4 separate regions of the Rattus norvegicus genome follow, and all the other regions are linked to region 1. The links are chromatin contacts, called in public Hi-C and HiChIP or PLAC-seq maps. All regions are on one chromosome and are shown on one strand. Each heading gives the region's core, a stretch centred on a gene start, on an enhancer-like site or on the middle of the called end of the contact. The rest is flanking DNA. Distances are from core to core; before and after follow the strand shown. Region 1 holds the start of Stag1 (STAG1 cohesin complex component). Region 2 holds the start of Msl2 (MSL complex subunit 2). Region 3 holds the start of Pccb (propionyl-CoA carboxylase subunit beta). Region 4 overlaps Stag1 (STAG1 cohesin complex component).

Region 1 (6,851 bases), core at 2,896-5,395:
CAACACTGAACTGAAAAAATAAATAAATAAAAGGCTGGACTTAGCAGTAGCTGTACATAGTCTGTGCATGTCTGTAATGTCGGCACTCAGAAACATTCAGATTGAAATATCTAAGTTAAATAACCAAGCTGAAGGCCAACCTGGAAAAACTCAACAAGACTTCATTTGAAAAGGAAAAAAATTTAAATATTAAAAAATAGGGAAGGGGTCTGTGAGATGGTGGCTCAGTAGGTAAAGATAAGCTAAATCCAATGCCCAGATCCCTGATGGAAAGAACTAAATCTCCAAAGTTGTGCTCACACTTTCATATGCATAATGTAGACACACACACACACCACACACACACACATAAACACGCACACACACGCACACACTAAATAAAACTTACATTTCTAAAATACACAACAAAATCTACCAGGGAGGTGGAACTTGAGATGTCCTTCAAATACTGACTGGTGAAGAGAGCCTTTGAAGAGTGCATGTAGATCCACGATGGTCCAGCAGGTAAAGGAACTTGCCACCAACTCTCACAATCTGGAAGCCCCAGGAAGTCCAATCATGTACCTGCCATCTGACTTCTGCACACACACCATAGCACACCACCGAATGTACACAAGCTCATGCACAACACTGGAGGGAGGGGTGGAGGGAGGGTAACTTCCTCAAGAAAAACCTGAGTGAAGCATTTAGGGGGTGCAGCACAGCTCACCTTGGATCCTGCACTGTAACTACCAAATGACAGGAACCCCAACTCTGCCTTCTCTGGACATAAAACCCTACCTGCTACATTAAGAACCATCTCATTCTATGGCTTATACGAGAGCATTTTTTATACGTTTCATAATGAAACCCTATGCCCCCCCCCCAAGGATTGAGAGGTGGGCAGGGGGTACAAGACTCAGCAGATGGCACTTGCTGACAATCTTGAAAATCTTAAATTTAATCACAGATCACACATGTTGGAGAAAATCAAATCCTTTAAGTTATCTACTGGTCTTCATATGAGCAGCATGTTCACAAGCAGAAAAAAAAATTGTAAGGAAAATAAAATTTAAAGATGGCAGTGGGGCACGGCTGTAATCCCAACATTTGATTGACAGAGGTAGGAGAATCAGGAGTTCAAGGCCAGCCTGAGATACTCATTCTGTCTTATTTGAAAATAAAAACAGGGACAGAGAATGTGGCCATTCTAACATATACCAGACCCTGGGTTCATACCTAGTAGTGCAAACACTGAAAAAATTAGAGGAAGGGAGAGGAAGGGAGAAGAGAAAGGGTGGGGAAGTGGTGACTGTTTTAGCTTTGTCTTTTCCTTATGTTCAGATTCTAAAAGGGTCACTGAAGATGCTTCTCTCCCCATTAGAAATAAATAAATGATACTCACACTATCTTTTCCTTGAAAGTGGGAGAGATTCTGTAAATATACCAAGATAACTTTCCTATGATTATACTAGAGAGGGAAAAGGGTAATTTTTGTATGTGTAATTAATGTCCCTATAGTTAACTGAATTTAAATAAAAGGTTATCTGGGGGGCTGACCTAATCAGGTTAACTTCTGAAAGCAGTCTTCAAATCTATAGTAATTAGGGACAGAAGTCAGAGACACTGATTACTACAGTAGCCATTTTGTGAACTGCTGCCTATTAAGACTATATGTCAAAAATAAATAAAATAATAATAATTACAGGCTTTGGCCAAAAGCTAACAAAGATGCATTAGATCTCCTATAGTACTAAGATAATTAAGATATATCCACCTATAATCAGGCAAGTAAAGCAGAGATTGTAACTATAAATTTTTAAAAGTTATAACTAAAAGGGTTTTCAATGTGTAAAAGAACCACTGGCTTTCCTCAACTTTAGAAAGGAGGACGGTAAAAAGTAAACAAGATCACAAACCTAGGGGACGCCTCAAGAAACTTCAGTGCTCACCCCTTGCAGCACAGCTTGAGTTTTAAAAAAACAAAAACAAAAAACCAAAAAAAAAAAAAACCTTTCAAAGCCAAAAGTGGCTGTAATCCCAGCATTTCAAAGTATAAAACAGAAGAATTGCTATAAATTCAAGGCCATCCTGAACTACATCCAAAGTCCTTTCTGGAAAAAAAAAATCAAAAAACAAAAGAGCCATTCAGTAATTGGCTGGCCTGGCACCTATAATCTAGGCACTCCATAGGCTGAAGAAAAGAACTGCCCTAAATTAAAGGCCACCTTAGACTGTATAGTGATCTCAAGACCAGCCTGGGCTACACAATGAGATCCTGTTGGTTGTGGAGGGAGTAACCACACAGTAATTGTATTAATCTCTTCAAAAGATGACCATACCTGACCTCTATTTGTTTTGTTTTTTTAAAGACAGTATCTCATAAAATGTCCATGCTAACTTCAACTTGTGATTCCCCCTGCCTCTGGCTCCTGAGTAACCAGAATTACAGGCATAGACCAACATAAAGCACTCCAAAGTATAGTTTTAAAATGCAAAGAAAAAAAAAACACCTGTGGGGTTTCTCTGAGTTTATTTGGGTAAAAAAATTGTTACATACCCCATAATTAAAAACAATTTAATATCATTTCTTGTTCTTTCAGTATTTCTTGATCAAACTTTTAGCCTCGATTTATATACATTATAAGACCATCCATCACCCATCATTCACGAACCGTTTTTATTCCCACTGTTTTGTACATTTCCATAAGAGAGCTTAGCCATCCGAATTTGCAATTTCTATAAAAAAAATACACTGTGAAACCTAAAGGTAAAGTTACAAATTCCATTTAAGTTACACATTGTACAACTTTATGCGGATTTTGGTACTTTCACAAACACTACTTTTGCTAGGTGTAAAATATAGCTGTCTAAGCACAACCAGGAGAGAATCACATACCCCTCGTCTTAACACCAACTTCAACAGCAAATAACTAGGTACCACAAAGTGCACTATTTGGGGTCTATAGGGCTCCAAAACCATCCCACAGCTTAACACTCCCAGGACACGACTGTCTACAATGTGGAAAGAATCAGTAACAATTCTAATGTAGGCAAAAGCGTGTGACGTGACAATCCGAAAACCAGAAAATGTTGTGGTCTCTACTGCACACAAACAGCACTCGGTTCGGACCCCTCCAAGTGAGGCTCAGGTCCAACTCCAAGCCCTCGGGTTTCCCAGCTCTTTATCCCGCCCCCCACCTTCGGGGAAGAGGAAAAACAACTTTTATTGGCCTCATCTCCCGGGGGATTGGGAAACTAGCGGGGCAGTGCTCCGGCCTGGACACGTTTCACCAGGAGGCCCCGTCCCGGGCTCGGACGACAGATAGCGGGAAAGCCAGGCTGCGACGCCCCGTCGGCCGGGGTCCTCAGCCCCCTGCCCCACCCCAGCCACCAGAGGCCTGGACCAGCAGTAGGACTGAGCGACCCCCAGGACCCTCGGCAGAAGCGAGCTCGTTGTCATGTGACGCTGCCGCCGCCGCCGCTAAAGCACCGCAGAAACGCAGGGCGGCGGAAGGCGTTCGCGCCAGCCCGCCTAGGCTGGCCCGGGCGCGGGCGAGTCCCGAGAGCCCGGGCGGGGGGGGCGGAGGGCGGGCTTGGCGGCGGGCCCGAGCGCGCCACAAAGGCTTCCGCGCTACCGCCGTGGAGCCCGGGCGGGCGGGGGCACCGTTTTCGCGGCCCGCGGGAGGGGTGGAGGGAGCGGAGCGCCCGCCGCGCCCACAGCAGGTCCCGGGCGCTCGGCCGCCCGCAGCCGCCGCGCAGCGCACAGGCCCGCGCGGCCTCCCTCCCCCGCGCGGGGCCCGCGCCGGCCCGCCCGCTCGCCGCTCGCGCTCCCAGGCTCTCGCCCGGCCTCCATCTTGGATCGGCGCTTCCAGCCCCCGCGCCGCTGCCGCCGCATTCCCCCTTTCCCGCCCCCCGCCGCCGCCGCCGCCGCCCGCGCTCACCTCAGCTGCCCATCCGGGCGCTGTCGGCCGTCGACCTAGTTTCCCCCCAAAAGTCTCCGGTGTGTTATTCCCGATGTGGGGGGGTTGTTACGGGGTGGTCGCCGGGGGTTCGGGAGCGGGGGCCGCGCCTTCAACGGAGCTGCAATCCTAACCCGCCATCTGGTGGCATTTTCCACACGCCAATGGCGCCGCTGCAGACTTGGGTCCCGACCGCCCTCTGCTGGCCGCGGTGCTCACTGCCTCGCTGACAGGACCGGCCTGCCCGGAAAGGGGAGGGAGTTGAGGCGCGAGCAGGGGCCCTCGGACGGGGGCGCGCGCTATCGCTCGCCTCCGGGGGGCGCGCACGCGCAGCACTGGAGCGGGAAACGTGGCCTTTGCGTGGCGGCCCCGCCCCCGCACGAAGCTCCTGCTGCGCTCTGCCAATGGCGAGCCGCGGAGACGTCAGGACCAGGGCGCTGTGGACGGCTCGTGGGCCGCCCGAGGCGAGCGGAAGGACGGACTCTTCGGCGCCTGCGCGACCCGCTCGCTTGCTTGCCGCCCGCCATTTTTAGAGCTTCTCGGAGAGCCGGGAAGGAATCCGCCCCCAGCTCTTCCGCCGAGGCCCCTCCTCGGCGGGGGCCGCGCTCCGCTCCCGCCCCGAGGCTGCCAGTCGCCTACACCCGCCGTTATTCGGGCGAGGCAGGCCAAGGAGCCGCCGAGCCCTGCTTTCTCCCCGCTTAGCAGGAGTTTCCAACCTAGAATTGTATTCGCGGTTTATTATTGATGAGGCGCTTTCCCAGAACGAGGTTGAAAAACGTTTCGAGGACCGGGACTTCCCTTGCCGCGGAGCTAAAGGAAACAGTGACCGCTCCAGGCCGATTGGCGTCGTCCTGCATCTGTAAAGCAGGTTCTCGACGAGGTGCAGGCTTTGCATAAGGCGGCAGCATTGGCTAGTTAGTGAGAAAGAAGCTACATTGTGAGATAGTCTGCTAAGGATTAGATTCTCCTCCCACAGCCTTGGACTGCTTTCCGTGGACGTACGAATAATGGATCCTAGCCGAATGAGAAATAGCCAGCCACAGCAGATCTTGACCCCTTCCCTGCTGTCTCTATCTTAGCTGTCCTTGACCAAGGCTCCTAACCTTCTGCCTGCTTATAACTCGGCACTACGGAAGTGAATTCTTGTTCTTATAGGTCATCAGCCTCATTTCTGACTTTTTTTTTATTGGCAGAGGCAGCTGCATTTTCAGTATCTCCTTAGAAACGTTAAACTTGTTTATAGTCCTGAGGGCTTGCTAGTACGTCAAATGCCTCTGCTCTTTATCCCAAAGGTTGCAGAAGTACGTTACACGTCACTGAAGGAACTTTGATATGAATTCGTGAGGGTCCATTTATTTCAGCAAAGTATCTCGTTTACTAACCTCTGATTGACTTCCTATTGTGTTCTCTGTAGAGCCTGTTTCTAGCTTGCCTTGTTACGAGGGTGCCGGTACCAAGGCATACTCATATGTAATTTAATATATTTTCTTAATCTCGAATCTGTGAGGCTCTGATAAAGGGCTGGTGGTTTATCTTAATATATTTGTAGTCGTGATCTCGAAAACCTCGCCTAGTTTAGCCATTCCCCCTTCCCTTCTCTCCCAGTCTTGCCTGAATACCATTGTCCTTTTTTTTTCTAGAATATCTTCAGTATTTTCTTATCTTCTGGGTTCTTTCTGGTTTGTTTTTTTTTTTTTCAAGTTTCCATTTATCTTTAAAAAAAAAAATCAGAGCTGTTAACTCCCTCCACTTGCTGTATTGTGTTCCGTACCCAGCCACATATCTGAAGAGAATCAGTATAGCAGTGGGTGCTCTAACCACAGCCTTGGGAGGCTGAGGCAGACGGATTTGGAGAGATACAATGAGATCTTATCCAAGGGGGGGCGGGGGAGCAGGGGCAGTCATGTCCTTCACTAGGCCCGATCCACCCTTGAAACATTGTTAAGTTACTTCTTCGGATCTGCCCCTACTTTGTTCACTAGTCTTCTGACTGGGTTTGCTAGCTCCGGGGCTTTTTTTTGTTTTGTTTTGATTTTTGTTTTTTAGATTCCACAGTTCAACCCTGAGTTCTCAACCCTTTTCTATGTTGTTGCTCTTTAAAAGTCCCCAAATTACTTGTTGGTTCCCAGTTGTGCCTGAACGACGATACCTTATTTTCCGCTCCTTTTCCAGATAGCTCCATCCAGTCCGGTACTTTAAAATAATTCCTCTCTTACCCTCATGTCTCTTCATAACTCCGTAGTTTTAGCAGGGGAAGGGAATGCCCTGTGATCTGTGAGCCTAGACTGTTCTGAACAGGTGTGTAAGTTCAGGCAGATCTCGGCCTGCTCCCCCAGCTGTAGGATGTAAACAGCAGTGGTTACCTCAGGGTGGCTACGTGCATATATTAACCAGCGCAGGCTTCCTTGCTAGCTGTACTATTGCATTGTTGCCTTTATCTTAGTCTTTTCAGATTTCTTTTACCCTCATGCTGGAGATTGAAACCAAGTATGGATTCTACAACTGAATTACACCGCAGCCCCGCATTTATTTGTGTTGTGTGGGAGCAGTTGGGCGTTTCTTTTGTTGTTAGAGATGGTGCAATTTCCGTGTTAAGGGTCAACCCAGAGACTTGTGCTAGATCAGCGTTTGTTGTTTGTTTGTTTGTTTATATCCAAGGGCCTGAGTAGCCAACTTTTGAGTTCATAGCTGTCTAAATTTTATTTTGCTGTCACACATAATTGAACTGGTGTATATACATATTTAATTCCCAAAAGGAACTCTGAGCTTGATCCTATTGTCATTCAGATCTCTGCTTTTGTTCTCCAGTGGCTTCTGTTATCTTGGCCCTTTCCTCCCGACCTCTAGCCCCTTGACTTACACCAGGACAATTGTTTTAGGCTTCTCTTTCTTCCTTCTCTCTTCCTCTCC
Region 2 (6,851 bases), core at 1,262-3,761, 500 kb before region 1:
ACCCGGCTTGATGGAACACACCAAGAATCTTTGCACTCAGAGGGCTGAGGCAGGAGCTTCTCCAATTTGAGGCCAGCCTATTAAACAGCAGGATGCTTATCCAGCATACTGAAGGTCCTGGGCTCCCCACTTAGCAATGCAAAAAATAAATAAGCTTTTCAAGTTCCAAGCATTCAAGCACCATCCAAAAATCCCCATTTTCTAGCAGAGTTAAGACCTGCCCATCTGGTAAAGAGGGTAACATATTTTCAAATGTCAGCTGACAATGCCTTTACTAAGTATAGCTGTCTGCAGAATAATATGGCCATGACCTTCCTGACCTGTCTTTCCCCTACTTTACCAAGGATCCTCCTCAAAAACAAAGGGGGAGCAGAGTGTCAGGGAAAAAGAAGTTGGGTTCACTCTACAGCCTCAATCTTAGATGCTCTATAAAGTAAAGGCAGAGAGCTCTTCAATAGGCCCTGAGTTTGATGACCAGCACCACCAAAAATTAAGTGAGACTGCAAGACAGAGTACCACTAAACCAAGCAAATTCTCGGCCACTTCCCTTGGTTTTATCTAAACTGAAAGCAAACTAACTCAGCACCTAGCCCTATGCTCACTTTACACAACAAGACACTGAGGCCCACGGCAACCGTTAAGTCATCTGCTCTAAGTGACTGCTTCCCTATAAAAGTACTGTCTGTTAGTCTTCAAGCAGTGCTTAATCACTTTGTTGCTTAACGCTTATGAAACTAAGTACCTAACCAGGAAAAACCCAATCTCCACTCTTTCAGTCCCCTCAGTGCCCTGCCCTGAGCTATACAAAAAAATGATGGGTGAATCTTGAATACCATTTCTATGGTTCAGCCACTACTCTCGAAAAATTACTCTTCTCCACTTAAAGTGCTACAATGTCTAAATTCTGACCAAACAGAATGTCGGGGTTAACAAATCCTCCAATAAGCGCAGTGAGGTGCATCATGTGCTCTTTCGTTTACCTCAAAGTCTCATTTACTAATAGGTGGAAGATGTATACCATCTCGAGAGACAGGACAATCGTTCTGGTTTTTGAGTGCCAAATACTGTATGTGCCCAGTAAACACGCGTGATCACTCTTTAAACACTTTCCAATTAGACAATATTTTCACTCATCTCTAACAAATCATTAAGTATTGTAACCGACAGGGGTTAGTACCCTTTGAAAGAAAATCTAAAAATAATCCTCTGAAACCGGGCATGGCTGTGCATGCCTGAAATACCGGCATTCAAGAGACAGACACGAAGACCACTAGTTCGAAGTCGGCCCAAGCTACATAGTAGGAACTGCCTTAAAAAGCAAAGTAAATAAATAATGCAACTCTGCCAGGACACCTGACAGTAAAACTACAGAAAAGCCTAATCTGTAAAAATCTCACCAACTAAAGAGTGCCAGCAGCTTCATTAGGTCTGGGCTAACCTTCAAACCATCCGTTGTAGAACCTGGGGCACTGAGGTCTCTGACTGGAGGTGCATCAAGCTTATACCATCTATCCTCTGCAAAACACCAATTTAGGGAGTGCAGTGCATAGGTCTTAACAATGTTTGACCACATTTAATGACAAAGGTATTCAATCAGTTCCTGCAGCAGAGGCTTAAAAAAAGAAAGAGCACGCTGCTGGCACTTCAACCCCATTCAAGACATCACCGCTATACGTGTGAAGCCGTCGGAGAATTTTTTAAAATAGATTTTAAAAAATAATAAAACACCAGAAAGATGGTTCAAGGCGAAATAAAACCGTTTTTGAACGTTAAAGCCGCTGTACAAAGGTGGCTGAAAAAGGCTCTCGGCCTTTCTGAAACGCCGGGCAAAAGTCCCTGGGCGAGTTTCAAAACTAACGACCGTGTACTACCACTGCACAGTACCACCACTTAAAACGAACTACCGGGGCCGGCCAACCGTTCACGTTACTACTGCCAGAGGGACTTTAGAAAACAAGCAGGGAAAGGGGAACAATAAAGAAGCGTCTCACCGCAAACACAGCACGAGAGGGACTGTCGGAAGTAAGGCAAGAGCCTGTTAATCTCTGTAAACGCCTTGGGGTCTCCGGGGTCGTAGTTGAGCACTAGGCGGCTCGCGGAAATGTAGAGAGCAGTAGCATTCACCGGGTTCATTGCAGACACTTCGACACCAATGGCTCCCGGTTGAAAAGAAATTCCGGATCCAAGTTTGTAAGCAGCCAGGGAACAATGGCGAATTTGCAACAATTCGGAAGAAATCTGAGCAGAACCACTGGCCAAAGCAGCAACCAAAATCCGTGCAAGTTTGTGAAGCTGAAGCAATCCTCCCACACATGGGGCCTTGGCGCCCCTCCTCCGTCCCTGAGACTTGCAGACCGAAGAGAGACAGAGAAATCAGCGATCGAGTTCGTCCGAGGCGACCGCGGCTGGGTGCTCCGGTCGCGATCCGTGCTCGGTCTAGCCCCGCGGCTCGGCGGGCGGCCTGCGCTCGAGCTGCATGTCCGGCCGCGGAGGCACCTCCGGGTGGAGCTGGCGCGCACAGGAGCGGGCCCGGTGGGGTCCAGGCGGGGCACGCTTCTCTTCGGACGGCGGGGCCCTTACTCCATCGCAGCGCCGGCGCGGAGGCAGCGGGACGACGAGGACTACGGCGCAGGCGTCGGCTTCCCGGGTCTAGTGCCAGCAGTAGCGGCGACGGAGGTTGCTGCTGCGGCGGGAGCGCGCCGCTGCCGTTCTCGCCATGCCGGACGCGGGGCCCACGCTGCGCCTGGCGCGGCGGGCGGGAGGCCCCCGCCCGAAAGGGAGGCCCGGGAGGAAGTGCGCGCGGGGCCCGGCGGCGGGAGGGGGCGGGGAACAGGCCCGGCAGGCAGCGGCGGCGGCGCCCCTCGCTCCTCAGCCGCACACTTGGGGTCACCAGCGCAAGCGCCGCCCCCTCACAGCCCGGCCATCTTTTCGGCACAGCACGGACGACTCCTCCAAGCGCGACTGCCACGGCCGCCGCCGCTTGCCCAGCCGCGGCTTAGGCGAGCTCACCCCGCCAGGCCGCCGCCGCCGCCCAGCGCGCACGACGAGGCCCGCTGCAGGCCCCTCCCTCGCGCCTAGCCGCCCTCACCCTTATTCTCGCGCCGCTCTAGCTCGGTTGGGCCGGGGCTACTCCGGCCGTGGTGGATGGTGCGGCGCCTCAGGCCCGGCCGGTAACGACGACCGTTACCCCAACGGGCAAAGACACTGTCATCCCCGAGACTCCCCCGCCGCCGTCGTCGCTAGCCCTTGCACGCATGCGCAAAGCACGCTCTCACCCCCATCCCCCCCGCCCTTCCTTTCCCTCTGCTTCCCTTTTCCCCTGCTTCTCCTCTAAAAGCCCCCTCCACTCCCTCCCCGGGCTGCCGGCTCAACTGCGCATGCACAAACCCCCACCCGACCCTACCGCCTTTCGCCCTTACGCGTGCGCTTTGACCGCCCACCCAGAAAACCGGATAAACACATTAGCCCGCTCACGCCAGCCCCGCCCTGCCCCGCCGCCAGCACACCCTGAGTTCACTGCGCATGTCTGGCTCTCCACTTACGGCTCCTAGCACAGAGCATGCTCAGTGCGAGTCGGACGCTCTTCGCCCCTCCCCCACGTGCTCTCAAATTCCGTCTCCTAAGCGTGTGGGTTGCGGTGAATTGGGTATCGGGCACGGCTTCCCCCACGCGTGGGCTGCTCGCGTCGCGCTGTGTGACTGGGGATTCGGGGACCGGAGCTGACCCGGGTGGGAGGATGGCAGGTCCAGCACGACCGCCAGTCCGGCCTCCCCGCCCTCCTCCCGGAACCTAGCGCGTGGCGAGCCGTGGGCTAGGCGCTGGCCCAACAAGTTTGAAAGCCACTCCTCTAGGTCCTCAGCGAGCCTGCCCTTGTGCGTGGACACAGCTCGCGACGTATGGTCTGACTCTGTCGAGTCTGAAAGTATCTGAATCCTTCGTTGCTCTGCTTTTAAAAAAAAAGACACAAAGCTTTTGCCTTTTTTGCAGAAGACTGAGGACACTTGGATATAAATAAAAGCCTAACTGAGAATGATTCTCCCCTCAAAATACAAATCCTTTTTTGGGTAGCACAAATAGAAACTGCTCTTCAACATGGTATTTTTTTTGCACTTAATAAACGCTGTACATGCTCTTAAAGTGAAGCTTATGACGTGTACAAATCTTATATATGTGTACTTAAGGCATACCAAAATACTAATTTTAGGGACTGGCCCATAAGTTATCAAGGAAACACATTCAATCTTTTGTTACCACTTGAAGACAGATTCTAGTTTTCGTTTTTGTTTTTTTAGAAAAGCGTAACATACAGTAAGAATCCAACTATTTAATTTTTATATATCAGCACAGTAAGCTGAGGAGACTGTATTTAGTAGTCACACGTGGGAAACGATGTGTATTCTAAAATTAGCTCATTTTAAAGGCTCCATCTGCCATTTTCTTTTTATGATAGCTACTTTCTAAGGTCACTTTCAAATAAAACCGTTTTACAGAACTATTTTTATTCCACATTCTTAGGCCTTCTCCCACAGCACATAGGTTGCTCTCCTCCAAAGGAGAAACTTGAAGGGTAAACTGCTCAGTACTGCTTACATCCAGAAGAGAAGTCACACCGGGTAAAGGATTACTTGCAGGCATTTTTTCCTGTAACTGGATTTTTAAGATCATTTGAGAGTTGCACACCCCAAATTAAGATTAATTCTATTGATAGTGTGTGTGAGTCAGTTAAACCCAATCTTTTTTTAGCTTCTGAATTGGTTGCAACTGGTAATAGATTATGGCACTAATGAGCAAACCAACATGAACTGTACCCCTTTCTTTTATTGTCTTGCTTGAGCCTCGCTTGGAAAGGAATCAGATGGATTGTTCATAGAAAATAAACTGCTTAAACTAAATACTTGGGGGTGGGGGGGAAATCACATATAATTCAAGCCCCTTAAGACTGTCCACCTAAGATCTTTCTTTCATATATCATGTTTTTTTTTTGTTTTTTTTTTTTTTTTTTTTTTTTTGGTTCTTTTTTTTCGGAGCTGGGGACCGAACCCAGGGCCTTGCGCTTCCTAGGTAAGCGCTCTACCACTGAGCTAAATCCCCAGCCCCACTATATATCATGTTTTTAACTAATGTTTGGGAATGAAAGTGTCAGGATTGTCAGATCCAACAAAAAATACAGAATGCTAGATTTTTTTTGTTAGAAAATCCACTTTAGGGGTTGGGGATTTAGCTCAGTGGTAGAGTGCTTGCCTAGCAAGCGCAAGGCCCTGGGTTCGGTCCCCAGCTCCGAAAAAAAGAAAAGAAAAAAAAAAAAAAGAAAGAAAGAAAAAAGAAAATCCACTTTAGGGAAAATCAGGTGAACGTCCTGCAAGTGATAACTTGACTGCCAACTTATATGCATGGGTGTAAAACTGCCAGTTATTTGAATAAATGCTTTATTTTACCAAAAATAGTTTGAGATTTACAAAATTATTCCACAGAAGGTTGTATATTTCACAGAAGGATCCTCCTCAAAGAGCATCATATATCTATCTCTATGGTATATTTCTCACATTTAATGAATCAATATTATATCAGTAACTAAAACCCGTATCTTTTACTTTCTCACAGCTGCGACCACAGTTCCAGAAAGAAACAAGATTTATTTTCGTTCATGGTTTCAGAGGGTTTCAGTTCATCTTTGTGGGGAAGGCAGGGCCACCACCACATGCTGGCTGTTCGTGCCACATAAACCAGGAGACAGGGCTGCAGGAACAACGAAGAGAGTCTAATGTCCAAAGACTCACTTTGAATGACTTGCTCCTGCCAGCTAGGTCTCAGTTCTTTAATGACCCCCAAAATGGCCAGAAAGTGTTCAAAACATGAGCTTATCAGGATATTCCTGATTCATACTCACATTCCTGTTCATATTTAAATTTCTTCTAAGACCCTCTTCCTTTTCCAGGATACCACATTAATTTAGATACACAGTCTCCTTGGGTTCCTCTTGGCATCCAAGTAGATTTCCATCTTCTCCGACAACAATGTTTACTGCAGGCTATTTAATAGTCACTGTTTATCTGAAATTGAGATTCAACAGCATTCTGCATTTTATCTGGCAACCTAAGGTATGTTGACATTTTTTATGACTGGGTCTAATTTGGTAACATAGTCCGACCTCAAATTCTGGATCCTCCTCAAATTCAGGCTCTGAATATTGGTATTACAGGCATGGTGAGACTCAAGGGTCACCATTCTAATAGTCTGGCTGATGGGGTTATAAATTGATATAATATTTCTTAAGGTCTACTGGCAATAATCATAGTTTATAGAGATGGAAAAGCCTCAGAATCAAGTTCTACTGCTTGTAATTCATTATGTATTAGATTTTCCTAATGATTCTTGTCTCCTGGCAAGTATTTGCTTTTGGCTCAGTAATAGCTGGCCTGGACATCACTATGTAGCTGAGGATGACCTTCAACTCCAGATCCTCCATACTCCACCTCCCAAGTGCTAGGATTACAGTCGTGGGCCTCTATTACCTGGCCAGTGTTTCCTGATATTTTAGTCTTCCAGTCTTTTCACAACATCCGTAAGTGAAAAGAAACAATGTATTACATTGAAACAGTATATTACATTAAAACATTGTATTACATTGAAATATTGCATTGCATTGAAACAATGTGTTTGTGTTGAAACAATGTATTACATTGTTAAGTCCAAATATGATATGATACTTAGTAGCTGTCTTAGTCAGGGTTTCTATTCTTGCATTAAATATCATGACCAAGAAACAAGTTAGGGAGGAAAGGGTTTATTCAACTTATACTTTCACATTGCTGTCCATCACCAAAGGAAGTCAGGACTGGAACTCAAGCAGG
Region 3 (6,851 bases), core at 1,933-4,432, 460 kb before region 1:
ACTTGAAGTTAAAGAAAATATTTCTTGCTTCCCTGCTTATGCCAAGTCAGCCAGGAGGAGGAACCAAGTAGATGGCCCGGAGGAAGCCAGACTGGAAAGAGTTTGAAAGCACTTTCAGGAATTGAAAAGCCGCAGACTGATGCAGCTGTGGCCTAATTGTTAAATCAATTCAATGTCACCAATTCATTTTGAAAGATTCCTATCTGTTAGGTTGCCTTAAATTCGGGGCAGAGTGGTGAGCCAGCCAGCTGTAGTCCCCGCCTCCAATATCCGCATTGAGTTAAAGAATCATAATAGAGTGACATGTGCTTCAGGAGTTAAGCCTCCAAGAAACTCTGAAACAGGGGGTCCCACTGGCCTTACTCTGAGTGAAAAAAAAAATGAAATAAAGGAGGAGGAAACGTCTACTAAAGTGTGGAGAAGACATTTACTGTGGACATAAGGGAGAGAGCGAGCAGAGAGAAGAATGCAGTCTGAACAAAGCCAGCACACTAAACTAGACCCTCAGAGGAGAGAGAGGACCCAGGGTGAGAGTGGAGCTCTAACTGACCAAGAGGCCAAAAAAAGACCTGTGTCACGGGAAAATGACTGATTATATAAGGATCAGGCTGGGGGGTGGGGGGAGGGGGGATTGGAGGCCCCACCCCTGGGAGATGTTTAGTGTAGGGGCGGGGTGAGGAACGCTGGGCGGAGCCACAGGTAACGTGATGCCGGGAGAGCTGGCGTGCATCCTTTGGTGTTAATAGCACTCTAGTTAGCCACTAGTGGTGATGAATCTTACCGGCCCCCAAAGTCCCAAGTGTAGACATGCCCAATTCTTCATATTCTGATTTGCCACCATTCCTCCAAAAGTTGGAGATGTACCCGAATTTAAGTGCATGTGCATAAACATGAACAAGCAGGATTTTTTGGGGGTGTGTCTCACTATGTAACCATACTTCCTATGTAGAGCGGGTTGCCCTCAAACACACAGAGATCATCCTACCCCTGGTTACTGAGGGCTGGAATTAAAGGTGTGTGCTACTCCATTCTCCATGCCAGGCCCCGTTTTCTTCCACTGTTGCTTCTTATCTTCTCGAATATACTCTAAACACACAACACTGTTCAAATTCTCCCAAAGCCAGCCCCTTGTCTACCTCTAGGTTATTACGGTCCTTAAAGCAGGGCCAAGAGCTCTCTCATCTCATGTCCCGCAGAGGTAGGTGGTCCTTGCCCAGTCAGGAGACTTCAGACCTTGGACATTCAGCTTCTGTCGATGTCGAGGGAAACAACTCCTGATCTAAGAAACACAACTTGTGGTCATAGTTCAAGTTCTTGGCACATAGGTGGCTCAAAGATGATTCTTAGGCTGTGTGGAGTGGTACACACTTTTAATCCCAGTATTTGAAAGGCTGAGGCAAATGGACCTCTGCGAGTTTCAGGCCAACCTGGTTTACATCATGAGTTCCAGGCCAGTTAAGGAGGGCTACATACGTTAGGCCACACCTCAAAAAGTAAATGAAAATAAATAAACAAACAAAAAAATGTCATTAAGGTCTCAGGCCAGAATTTGAACTCTATGGGAGTCCTGCAGTGAGGTGGATCTAGGAAGGGTTAATAATCAACTCTGGCAGGTTTTTTTGTGGCTAAGAATGAGAAATATGTACCTTGTACTTTGCCTTAAAGACCTGCCACTTAGCTGGATAAACAAATGGGCAAGCATCAATAGCAGAGATTTCAAAAGCACTGGAGCAGTCATCCTTAGATGCTAGCATCTGAACTGAATAAAGGGCACTTGCTAAGGAGGCCAGCAGCCCCATGCCCACCCCCTTCTGATTCGGTCTGAGATGGCATTTGGCAGCTAGTTTACTTTTCCTACTTCCTCCCAGCAAGGCCAGAGCCGGTGCCTTGACAAGAGTCTCTTCTTGACCACACTTTGGTCAGGCTCTACTGAGCATCCTCTTGAATAGAACTGACCTTGGCTCCCGGGTCCTCTCTTCTAGAGGACAAGCTTTACCAAGAATCCTGCCAAGTCAGTCATGCCATAATCCTCCACCCCTAATAAAGGGTCACCCTCAATATTTGATAAGGTTCCTCTTCCACTGTCCCCCAAATGGTGTCTGAGTACCCTGGTTTGCCTTCAGCAAAGCATGTGTTTTGTTCCTTACCCTTGTGTTCCCTCTCAATTTTGTATCCATTGAATTCCCACTCCAATAAATCCTGTCTCTGTTGTAATGGGGGTTGAGGCCAATCTCTCTTCCCTACTGTAAAACCCATTGAGCAGTGGTCCTTATACCTAACACAATGGTCCCTGAAAGTTTACTTCCCCATTTTGTGTCTTGTCACAAACATAAAAAACATTAAAAAACACAAACAAACAAACAAACAAAACCCTTGTGTGTGTCAGATTTGGGTGTGCACATGTGGAAGTCATGGGACAACACGGGGTAGCAATGGTCCCCTTATTTGTGTGAGGATTGGTTATTTGCTGCTGCCTATGTTAGGCTGGCTAGTTCGTGAACTTCCTGGGATTCTTTTATTTCCGGCTGCTATCTCACCCAGGCAAGGTCTCAATACAGACACTCATTACTTTGGCTGTACTGAGTTTGGGGACCCCAATTTCGGTCCTCATACTCATGTTGGCAAAGGCTTTAACCACTGAGCCAAGCAGCTAGTTAAAAAAAAGGGGGGGGGGGTTGGGGATTTGGCTCAGTGGTAGAGCTCTTGCCTAGGAAGCACAAGGTCCTGGGTTCGGTCCCCAGCCCCGAAAAAAAGAAAAAAAAATCAGTCTTGACTCCGTATCAGACATATTTCTGTTCTTGTGTATCTCATTGTGAAATCTGGATGTGAATTATTTCAAGTCATGTTGCAAGAGCAAAACCTGGCACAGCGTTTGATAAAAGTTGGTTAGAACTCATTATCTACTCATTTTGGGGGGACGTAGGTCGACGAAGCCCGGGGTTTAGATGGCTAACGCAGAGCAAGGAATGAAGTCCTTGTCCTGTGTAGTCAGTCACACAGGCACAGATCTGAGAGGCAGGTATTTACCAGCATACCCACACAGGACCGCCTTGAGCCTGAGTGTAAGTAAGCCTGTGACTGCTAGGAGCTCTGGGCCCAGCGACGACACGCAGGCGCAGACCCGCTATGGCTACGCTCTCTGCGCATGCGTCCTGAAGTGGGGTGGCACGCTGGCAGAGTTAAAAAATGGCGGCGGCGATTCGGATTCGGGCGATGGCAGCTGGAACGAGGCTCAGAGTTCTGAACTGCGGCCTCCGCACCACAATCCGCAGCCTTTGCAGCCAGCCGGTCTCAGTTAACGAGCGCATCGAAAACAAGCGCCATGCCGCGCTGCTGGGAGGAGGCCAGCGACGCATCGACGCACAGCACAAGCGAGTGAGTCCGGGGAGCCAGCGCATCCCGCCCCTCCGCTCGCGACCTATCACAGCGCGCCGGGCTCGCGGCCCCAGAGCCTCCCAGCCAATAGGCGCGGTACCTGGGAGGGGCGGGGCGAGAACTTTCACCTGGAGAACCTTGAGCCCCCTCGGGTGTCAGTAGACAAGGGCGAGCATCTGCACCCTTAGGGAGGTTCCCAGATAGTGGTGGTGGGCATTGATCGCATGGATGCATATGACCGGTCTCCGCTGCGCCCCACTTAGCAGCTGTGAACTTTTCGGAAGCTGGTTTTTAAAAAGCATCTTAAACAGAACAATGCCTTCCACATCGTGTTAGATTAAGATTGCTTCACTAGTTGTCCACAGGCTCTGATTTAAAAAGATCAGATTGTTCTCCCGCTGCCAGGGTTTATGGCAGGTGGTTTGTTTTTTTTGTTTTTTGTTTTTTTTTTTTCGGAGCTGGGGACCGGGTGGTTTGGTTTTTTTTGTTTTGTTTTTGTTTTTGTTTTTTTGTTTTTGTTTTGTTTTCTCTCCCTTCATGGGGAAGGAAGCACGAAGTATTAGAAAAAACCTGCTTGCGTTCGCATTAATCTGGGATGGGGTCTCCGTGCATGCCGGGGACTTGCGATGCCTGTGCCCGAGGAAGTCAGGTCGGCCTCTTGGGAGTTCCCTGTGTGGATCTGCTGCGTAGGAAGCAGGTGGACTTTGTATAAACTCTCAGGCTACTCGGCTAACAGCCGAGGCACTGAATCACTTTTGAGCTTTTAGGAGAAGGTCATTTAGCAGCAGAAAAGACAAGCTGGAAGACGTGACCCTAGACTTGAAGCCAGACTTGCCCAATGTATCCTTGACTCATGTGTGAGTCCTGACAGAACTGGATGAGTTAACAGGAAGGTGCCCTGAGGGAAGGACTCCATGTGAAGGGCATAGAAGTCCTACTCAAGGGATTGGGGATTTAGCTCAGTGGTAGAGCGCCTGCCTAGGAAGCGCAAGGCCCTGGGTTCGGTCCCCAGCTCCGATGTCCTGAGTTACATCTGAAAATGCTCAAGGATAACTAGTCCTCTTGACACATAGGAGTGTATGTGTGCTTGAAAGGTTTGTGGTGAACCATGAGCCCCACTTGGGGTCCTGCTGAGGGGCTCCTGGGAAAACCTGTCAACTGCTCCCGTAACCTCTCTCTTGAGGCACCCTTACCTATTCCTCCCCGGTAGATCCTGATGCGCTTATATTAAGGCCTTCAGAGCGTATTTAGTGGGAGGCTGACTTTGTGTTCCCTTTAAGAACAGTTTTCTCTATGTCCGTGAGTCAGATGTCCTAAAAGAGGACCAGAAAGTTATCAATCTGTCTGTCTATCTGCCTATCATCTATTTATCTATCTATCTATCTATCTATCTATCTATCTACATAATTGTTAGATTGTTTCTCCCAGAAGTAAACAGAAGTTTGTTTTCCATAATCATTGGCTTTCCCTATTTTCTTAGAATAACTAATTTAAAGTTTTAAAAAGTTTTGTTTGTTTACTGGTGTCTATGTGTTGCTTTCTTGACACAGTAGGAATTTACAGATTTGAGGTTTTGGGAGTCTCAGGCATGGAGGCTCTTGGTAGATTGAGGCTTCAACTTCTTCTGAAAGGAATATTTAATTTTTAAATTAGGGTCTCATGCAACCCCGATTGGCCTAGACTTTTCTTTGCAGCCAAGGTTGATGCTGAACTTTTAAAAACATATTTATTTTATGTATGTGAATACACTGTTCTCTTCAGACATGCCAGAAGAGGGCATTGGGTTCCATTACAGATGGTTGTGAACTACCATGTGGTTGCTGGGAATTGAACTCAGGACCTTTGGAAGATCAGTGCTGTATCTCCAGCCCGATGCTGAATTTCTGATCCCTCTGCTTCTAACCAACCCCTCCCCAGCCCACCCACTCCCCAGCTCTGGGATTACAGGCATTCACTACCATAAGCAGTATATGTGGTACTGGGGATTAAACCCAGTGCTTTTGCACACAGTAGGCAAGTCCTTTACCACTCGAACTGTATCTCTAGCCATTTTCTTTTAACCTCAAGAACCTCTCCAGCACTCTGTACTTTCACCATCCCTCCACAGATCCCTGCTATGGGATCTTAGCTTTGTCAGTTAGTGTGTCTTTAAGTGGAGATCCCACTTAAGATAAAAGAAGAGCAAGCCCTTCTGAAGGCAGAACCCATTAGTGCCCTGAGGTGGAGGCTGAGCGCTGGAGGGGAGGGGTTGTGACTGGCTGAAGTGTGCTTCTCTGAAAGGAGCCTACCAACCTCTGACCCTCACTGAGCCTGCCTCAGTTTCCTCCCTCCTCCTTGGGTTTCCTTCCACAGGCAAATGGCTCCTGGAGCGTCTCATCTACCCTGCTGTCCTGGCTGTAACAAAGTCTATCACTAGTGCCTGTCTACCTCGGGCGAGAACAGATAGCATGGAGCCTTTTGCATTGGGGCAAAGGTGAAAAGCCTGTGCCCTGACATTCCTGCCAGTGCATTTTACCTGCCTGTTAACTTGGTCTGTGGTGACGTCACCAACGGATCCCTGTGTTGTAGGGAAAGCTGACAGCCAGGGAGCGGATCAGTCTCCTGCTGGATCCTGGCAGCTTCGTGGAGAGTGACATGTTTGTGGAACACAGGTGTGCCGACTTCGGAATGGCTGCCGAGAAGAATAAGGTATCTTTATGCGTTCTAGCTGTGGTGTGAGCGCTTCCCGTGGCTTGCTGGCCTTCCCTCCCACCACAGCAAAGAGTCCATATCGCTTTTATCTCAGGCTCACTGGAGAAGTACTGAGGGGGCCATCGGGTTCTCTCCTAGCTTCAGCTTGGTCTGCAGATGACTGCGGGTGGCTGTTTATTCTCTGCAGTGCCACGCAGGTTCAGTTCCCAAGGTTGCAGGTTCTATTCCCCATCATACAGAATGACAGGTTTGGAAGAAGGATCATTCAGGTGGGTTCCGAGAACCAGGCCCTCATCCAAATGCAGGCTAGTTGTTGCTTTTGATACGTCTTAAGTTTGAGCCTATGTTTAGGTGGTTCCCCCTCCCCGCCCCCCGCCCCGGAGCTGGGGACCGAACCTAGGGCCTTGCGCTCGCTAGGCAAGCGCTCTACCGCTGAGCTAAATCCCCAACCCCTGTTTAGGTGTTTTTATTGTTTTTTTTTTTTTTTTTTCAATTTGTCTGACCATGTCACAGACTACCTTAGATCTTTACATAGCCCAGGCTGGCCTTGAACTCATGTACCTCTTGGCCTTAGCCTCCTGAGTGGAATCACAGACATGTGCCACATACACCCTGCACCTCTGAGTCTACGAGGTCAGTAAGACCAGACTGTTTCCCATGGGTGCGTGGAGCTCTTTGGATTAACTCAGCAGTCTCTATCTGAGTCATTATCGACATGCCGATGCTGAGTTTCCATGAAAAACAGTGGGTTTGGGTGGGAATGTGTGACTTTGGGAGAGCTGCTA
Region 4 (6,851 bases), core at 1,404-3,903, 340 kb before region 1:
TGACAAGTGTAAGCTCCCCTGTAGGTCACAGGAATTAAACCCAGGTCCCTCTAAGAAAGCAGCAGGTGTTCCTAACCACTGAGCTATCTTCAGCACCCAATGAAATGTACTTTTAAACGTCTGTAAAAAAATTCATAACAAATACTGTCTTCCCCACTCTGGCTTATCTATTTGTAATTCTAGAAAAAGTTACACTCAAAGATCTAGAAGGTAGATGTGTGCACTGACATCCCCACATTCTGGCCTGTTGTTATTGGGACTAATCGCTTTTTTTCCACACAGAACGTACTATGTAGCCCAGGCAGTGCTGAGCTGACGATCAGCACGGATTACCTGTGTGTACTACTACCATACTCAGGTATGCCTTCAATATTTTTATCCAACTTATTTTGAGGACAGATAAATCTCTGTGAATTTTAGAACTGGATTTACCCTACCCCTGGCTGCTATCGTTTTAGGTGGACAAGGTGATAAAGTCGTAAGTACCCATGCTTTGGTTTTCCTCGTCTTGGTCAATAAAAACATGATCCATCACAAAACTGAGGAGTTCAGACTGCAGTCCCGTGTCTGGATTAAACACCAAAGGCTGAAGGCCTTCTCTGCCACCTGTCATTAACTGGTGGCTAAAAATCATTAAAAGATCACAGAGTAGCATGAAAGCCTGCAATTCAAGAAGAATTGATTATCAGAATAGTACACAAATATAGGAAAATCTATTAATATAAGAAAACAGGAATATATACAAATCAAAGTAATGGGAAACATACTAAATTTTCAATCCCAACACTAAAATAAAAAATCATAAGAATGAAAGTTCCAACTTTTCATAATTAACCTGATGAAATTCTTTTCTCATTAAACAGAGGTTATATCGAAGACATTATTTTCTAATTGTATTTTTACTAAAGAACAGCAGACTGAGAGATTTTGGCTTGAATTTAAAAGAAGTCAAGTTCAACTCTAGTAATAGAGGTTTAATTAACAGATGACATTAGAAATCAATCATATACTACTTAAGTAATCAGCGTAACTTATGAAAATTACAACTTAAATTATAATTAGTACTCAAAATTTAACCTATCGTTTAGATTTAAAAAACTAATATAAAATGTTTCAGATATAGGATTAAAATTAGATTCAGACCATATATTAAGATGCTCAGGAAAAGCTATTTATAAAGGTGGACATTTTCAAGAGAATTCAGGAGAGTATTTTTTAACCCAGACTTCTTTGGATATAAAACATATCAGAGCAGAAATGTAAGAGTTTGGTTTAATTGGCCATAACTAAGTACTTTAGGTAGTAATTAATGGTGGGTTCTGGAGAGTTACAGAGTAAGCCTTAGGGAAGACCATTTATAAGTTCTATGAAGAAAGAGACTTGTGGCAGTTTATTTTAAGAAAAGACTGTAAAGGATGACTAGCCTTTAATTTGACTTATTTTCTGGCCCAATACAAAAAGTAAAAAACAAGATAGAAAAATTTCATTTTGTTTTAAAGTGTTCTTTAATAGGAACGCATACTTAAATAACTAATTTATAAATTTTTATAATGGAAAAACCTTCAATTTCGTGGGTCCTTCTTTAACAAGAGTCTGCCTTTACAAGGACTTTCTCACGTGAATGCTGACTTCTTCTCTAGTATTACCCAAGTATATAGATTCAGGAGTTCACTGCTCTGAAAGGGCTGGTCATTTGGTATTTTATATGTCGAAGCCTTCTTTCATAGCTCCACAATATCCATGTTTGTACTTTAAGGTGGTCAGGGGAACAGCTACTTGGGATGAGTGGTATGGACATATTTTAGATATATGGGCTGAAGTATTCACATGTGTATGTATGCATATATGTACATACACACATGTATATATATATATATATATATATATATGAATGAAGCTCTTTCTGGTATTAGGAGTTGAAGGTGAGAAGTTGATGCAAGTTATAGGTCAACTTACTAGACCCTCAATATTTTAGCACAGGATTCTTAGGAATCAAGAATTCTAAGCTTGAACTTAAGTCTTCCAGCTGACAACAGTATACTTGTAAAGTATAAGAACAGAATATATAACTTTAAAATATCTAGACATCAAAACTCTAGGTTGTATATATGCCAATATTGAAAAATTATATAGTCTAGTGTTCCTCAATACATTTGGGTTGTTAGCAGTCAAATACAGAGCAATATTAACTAAGAATTTTTTTACCTGTTCCTTAACTGGAGTATTAACATTAGACAGGCACTGCTGGCAAACAGCCAAAAAAGATTTCACTGTTTTCCTCAACACCAACAAATCCTCCTGTAAAACACATTCAAATATGCAAACATGAATAACCATATCCCAGAAAATTGATTCAAGAAATAATAAACAGAAAACGCTCAACTGGTTTATTGTAAAGGAAACCACAAAATTAAACTAATTATTGGGAATCAATTAGTACAGTTATTTCCTGTTTATTGAACATAATAGAAAGGGTAGGGAACCCAACATTACTCTAGATCCAGCCATAGTTGGTTAAGTGTGTGAATATTCAGAAAGGCTCCTTTGTAAAGGCAGATGTGTCTCTGTTGACAGCAGAGTGTCAGCTCTCTAACACGATGTAGCAGTGAGACAATGGAATGTAAGACTGAGAAACGGCTCGGTGGGTAAGAGTAGAAACTGTGCCGCTCACACTACCTGTCCCAACTCCAGAAGGTCCAATGCCTTCCCAGGCACCTGCACTTACATGCACACATCCACACAGACATATACACAAGCATGCAATTGAAGTAATTAAACTCTCAAAACGATGATGAAGTGCAGCAGCGAACTGAAAAGAAAATACAAGGTAGCAAGAAATAGGTTTCCTCTTTTCACAGTGCTTGCTATGTCGTTAGGGAAAAGGAGTATGTGATTCAATTCTAAGCTTAGAGATAAACCTGATTTCTCATTAGACAAGCCTGATAATAGTCCACACAGAAATATTTAAAAATATGAAGATAAATGTTATTTTCTTCTAATTTTTTATGTTTGTTTGTTGCGCATAAATGTGTATACATGCCAAGGCAGAGGACGATTTACAGAAGTCAGTTTTACTTCCATACTGTGTGTTCCAGGGTTAAACTCAGGTCACTGGGTCTGCAGCAAGTACCCTTTAACCTGTGGAGATTTACTTTAGGCCCCTGACTGCTGGTCTCCCGAGTGGGATTAAAGACATTTGTTACCAAACCTGGCTTCTCCTTTAAAATTTTTTTCCCCTCCTCTTTGCTCTTAGAGACTGAACTTTGAGCTTTGAAAAGAAATGCAAATTTATCCAGTATCCAAGAGATAAAGCCCTGTTAATAAGAAGCCAACAGGGAAAAATCTGCAAAGTTGTCTGCTAAACTGGCTCCTCCAAAGCCAGAGTCCCTGGTAAAAGGTCCCTGAAAAGAAACAAGGCACCTGAAGGGACAAACCAGTGCTGGCAAGCCTGGGGACAGTCTTGCAGGAAATGAAGATGCCAAAACAAACCAGGCGCAGACAGCTAACAATGCCAAGTACAATGTGTGCTTTTTAAAACACTGATTAATGTTTAAAATATTATTTTTTATCAAGGTTTATAAAACTGCTCGTAGAGACTCTTCTCTCAGAGGACAGCAATGCTAGACTCTTGTCTATAAGAACAACAAGGCATCAGTAATAGTGTCAGGGTTTGGTGCCGGCCTGTGGGAGGCCTTTCCTTCAATCTCTGCTCCATTTTTGTCCCTGCATTTCTTTTAGACAGGAACAATTCTGGGCCAAAACTTTTGAAGGTGGGTTGGTGCCCCCATCCCTGCACTAGGGGCCCTGTCTATCTACTAGAGGTGGTCTCCTCAGGTTCCATCTCCCCACTGTTGGGCATTTCAGCTAAGGCCATCTCCAGTGAGTCATGGGAGCCTCTTACTTCCCAGGTCCCTGGTACTTTCTAGAGGCTCCCCTGCCCCTACCACCTGCAGCTGCAGATTTCCATCCATTTCCTGGGCTCTGGGCTTCTTTCCTGTGTCCCCCACACCAGATCCTGCCCTCCTTTCCCCTTCACCTCCCCTCTCCCACACAGTTCTCTCCTCTCTACGACATCCAGATTATTTTGTTCCTTCTTTGGGATCAAAGCATGCAGATAGGAGCTTAGCATGCGAGAGGCTCTACCAGCAGCTGAGACAGCTAAAGGTAAAGCCAACCACTGGACTGAGACCGCTGAGCCCTATGGAAGAGTTAGGGGAAGAAAGGAGTGAAGGAGCTGAAGGGGATGGCAACCCCACAGGGAGATTAACAGTGTCAACTAACCTGGATCCTTTCCTTGGGAGCTCCCAGAGACTAAGCTGTCAACCAAAGAGCATATGTGGGCTGATCTGTGGCCCCCAGCACATATGTAGCAAAGGACTACCTTGTCTGGCCTCCATGGGAGAGGACTGACTAATCCTGTAGAGACTTGATGTCTCAGGGAAGGAGGGCTGTGGGTGGGGTGGTGGTGGAGCGCACTCTTAGAGGCAAAGGGGAGAGGGGTGAAGAACTCTAAGAGGGGGGACCCAGAAAGGGACATTGGAATGTAATTAAATTAAACGATTTTTAAAATTGCAGTATTTTGTTTTACCTTAAAAAAAAAAAAAAACTATTGTTGGGGCTGGAGAGGTGGCTCAGTGGTTAAGAGCACTGACTGCTCTTCCCAAGGTCCTGACTTCAATTCCCAGCAACTACATGGTGGCTCACACCATCTGTAATGGGATCTGATGCCCTCTTCTGGTGTGTCTGAGGACAGCTACAGTGTACTCATACATGAAATAAATGAATAAATATTTTAAAAAAACTATGTTATTATCACAGAACATGTCATTTTTTTGAGGGGGTAGGGGAAGGGAGGTGTGTGTAACTAACACAATCTCTCCCAACCTCGACTGATAGGAGAAACCCCTTTCCCTGCTAGTTTAAGACTCCTTTCTTCTTCATGGGGATTTTCTTATGTTGATGGGCATGACCACCTTGGCACAAAATGCCTTGTGCAGTCCACAAAATTCAACATTTTTATATCACCCTCCCCTTCTACAAAAAGCATGACTTAACTCCCTAAAAGCAGACACCTGTTTAAACTTAGACCCTAAAACTGATTTTGCTAGTGTATTGGAGATTCGGACTTTCTAGCAACATCACTAAGATAGTTTTCCTCAAAAGAACAGTGGTTCCTTTCGTAGATGACTATGAATCTTCAGACTGGTCATTATGCTATTTTCATTTCATTTCCTGCAAGTCAAAGTCAGCTAAAAATTAAACATCTGTAATATGAAATCAGTCTTTTCCCTGATGAAAGCATGAACAGCTCATTGGACTTCTGACTTTGGTAGTTCATTCAAGAAGGAAGTTTGGAAGATCTGTAAAACTGTTAATGATCACTTGCTTATGTCCTGCCAGAAATTACATGATTGTTCATGAAGAATATTTTAAATAAAACTGGATGCAGTTTGGTGTGGGAAAAATAAATGGGTTCTATTGTTGGACATGTTAGTAGCACCTAACTCAGGAGTTAATAAGGCAGTAAGGACCTCCTGAGTGCAAAAATTTCAAATCAGCCTGTCCAACACAGTGAAAGCGGTCTCAAAACAAAACCCGCCCACCAAAAAACTCTCCTTCACAAAAAAACTCTAAACTAAGTCCAGTGGTGCATACTTATAATCTCAGCACTTGAAAGGCTAAAGTAGGAGAATCAGAATTGCTACCAGTGTGAGCTACACATGAAATCCTGTTCCTCAAACCATGAAAAAAACTAAACACGGACACACCCATAGGGAAGGGGCGCTTTTGATTAAACTTTGAAACCAGGACTAGGCTACCAGACTCGTCTTCCCCACACAAGTAAGCCATATACAGGCATATAATTCAGCATTATATTGGCATTTAAAAAGGGACCATATGGGAATCACTTTAAAAGTTACTCTAAACTTAAAATTCTTTAGAATTATTTTGCTTGGGATCTCTGTTTTGGGAACTTCACAAGCCAAATGACACTTCAAAAATATCACTAACATGAGCACATACTTTGAAGGAGGAATAAGACTATATTGTACACATATTAAGAGAGGAGGACTTTTAAATTTCCTTCAGGTAAATAATTACATATCTATATTTCAATATTCCTTTAACTTTCAATCTCAAACATTTGCAAAGCATGGGCGGGGGGCAATTGGGGTAACACAGTCAACCAGAACAGAGTATGTAGCATGAGGGCAGGGGAAAGTATAGCATTTATTCTGAACAACTCTGGGTCAGAAGTTGTCTTGGAAGCATTCTCAAAAGGTTAACATGCTGTGCAGCTAGATCTAGGACTGAACTTATATAGATACCGAGAAGGTATTATACATGGAAACAGGCTCCTGGCAGAATGGGAAGGGTATAAGCATGTAACCATACCAGTGTAAAGATTCTGTAAGGCAGGATGAAATTAGAATTTCCTGATTGTGGAAAGTTAAAATACTGTAGACCTACAGCCAAATATGTTTGGCTATTTTTAATTTCCATTATACCAATTCACTGCCCACTTGTGTCTGACCTTGTATCTTTTTGATTATCAGAAAAACTTATAAAATGTATTTTTAGCATACCAAAATTCTCCCAATCCCAAGTTCTGAATGTTATTTGATAGCATGTGAGACTTAAAGGAGTTTCCCATACTCTGATGAAACCCGCTTATCTGCAGTTTTCACAACATGTATTTGGTAAATTTCTTGATTTACGACTTTGTTTTATAAGTAATGAAATTGTATGCAAACGGTTCCATGGTGGAATATGCTATTTGAGGTAGCTGAAATCATGTTGCTGGGACATGATCACTCATAATTCAGTTTAAAAAAATAAACTATCGGGGC

What was found. A called contact is a pair of places that touch in the nucleus more often than the background predicts. HiChIP or PLAC-seq counts read pairs in DNA pulled down with a chosen protein or histone mark.
Region 2: a contact with region 1 is called in a Hi-C map of frontal cortex, with 2.4 times the contacts expected there. The contact joins the promoter of Msl2 here to the promoter of Stag1 in region 1. A contact is called at or near these places in 2 of 12 Hi-C or Micro-C datasets (frontal cortex and mammary epithelial cells) and 1 of 1 datasets of contacts at active chromatin or transcription factors (oligodendrocytes).
Region 3: a contact with region 1 is called in an H3K27ac HiChIP or PLAC-seq map of oligodendrocytes, with 5 times the contacts expected there. The contact joins the promoter of Pccb here to the promoter of Stag1 in region 1.
Region 4: a Hi-C map of liver shows a contact between it and region 1, with 4 times the contacts expected there. The contact joins the enhancer-like site here to the promoter of Stag1 in region 1. A contact is called at or near these places in 9 of 12 Hi-C or Micro-C datasets (the A7r5 cell line, Schwann cells, frontal cortex and 4 more) and 1 of 1 datasets of contacts at active chromatin or transcription factors (oligodendrocytes).

Annotation. Positions count from the first base shown.
Region 1 is chr8:110,055,350-110,062,200 of GRCr8, reverse strand. Stag1 (STAG1 cohesin complex component) reads right to left here and starts at 4,145. Exons shown (of 31, transcript NM_001108179.1): 1 at 3,924-4,145.
Region 2 is chr8:110,552,521-110,559,371 of GRCr8, reverse strand. Msl2 (MSL complex subunit 2) reads right to left here and starts at 2,511. Exons shown (of 2, transcript NM_001401885.1): 1 at 1,992-2,511. The coding sequence starts at 2,133.
Region 3 is chr8:110,516,517-110,523,367 of GRCr8, reverse strand. It overlaps Pccb (propionyl-CoA carboxylase subunit beta), which reads left to right and starts at 3,182. Exons shown (of 15, transcript NM_017030.2): 1 at 3,182-3,375; 2 at 5,944-6,063. The coding sequence starts at 3,187.
Region 4 is chr8:110,398,628-110,405,478 of GRCr8, reverse strand. The region is part of intron 22 of Stag1 (STAG1 cohesin complex component); the gene reads right to left. Among named protein-coding and RNA genes, the nearest start is that of Pccb, 120 kb to the left of the region's middle. Within about 2 kb of position 2,653, at least 7 of the 93 cell types and tissues checked have an H3K27ac peak or open chromatin away from gene starts, as enhancers often do. A contact at or near this core is called in kidney and liver, where this site is marked.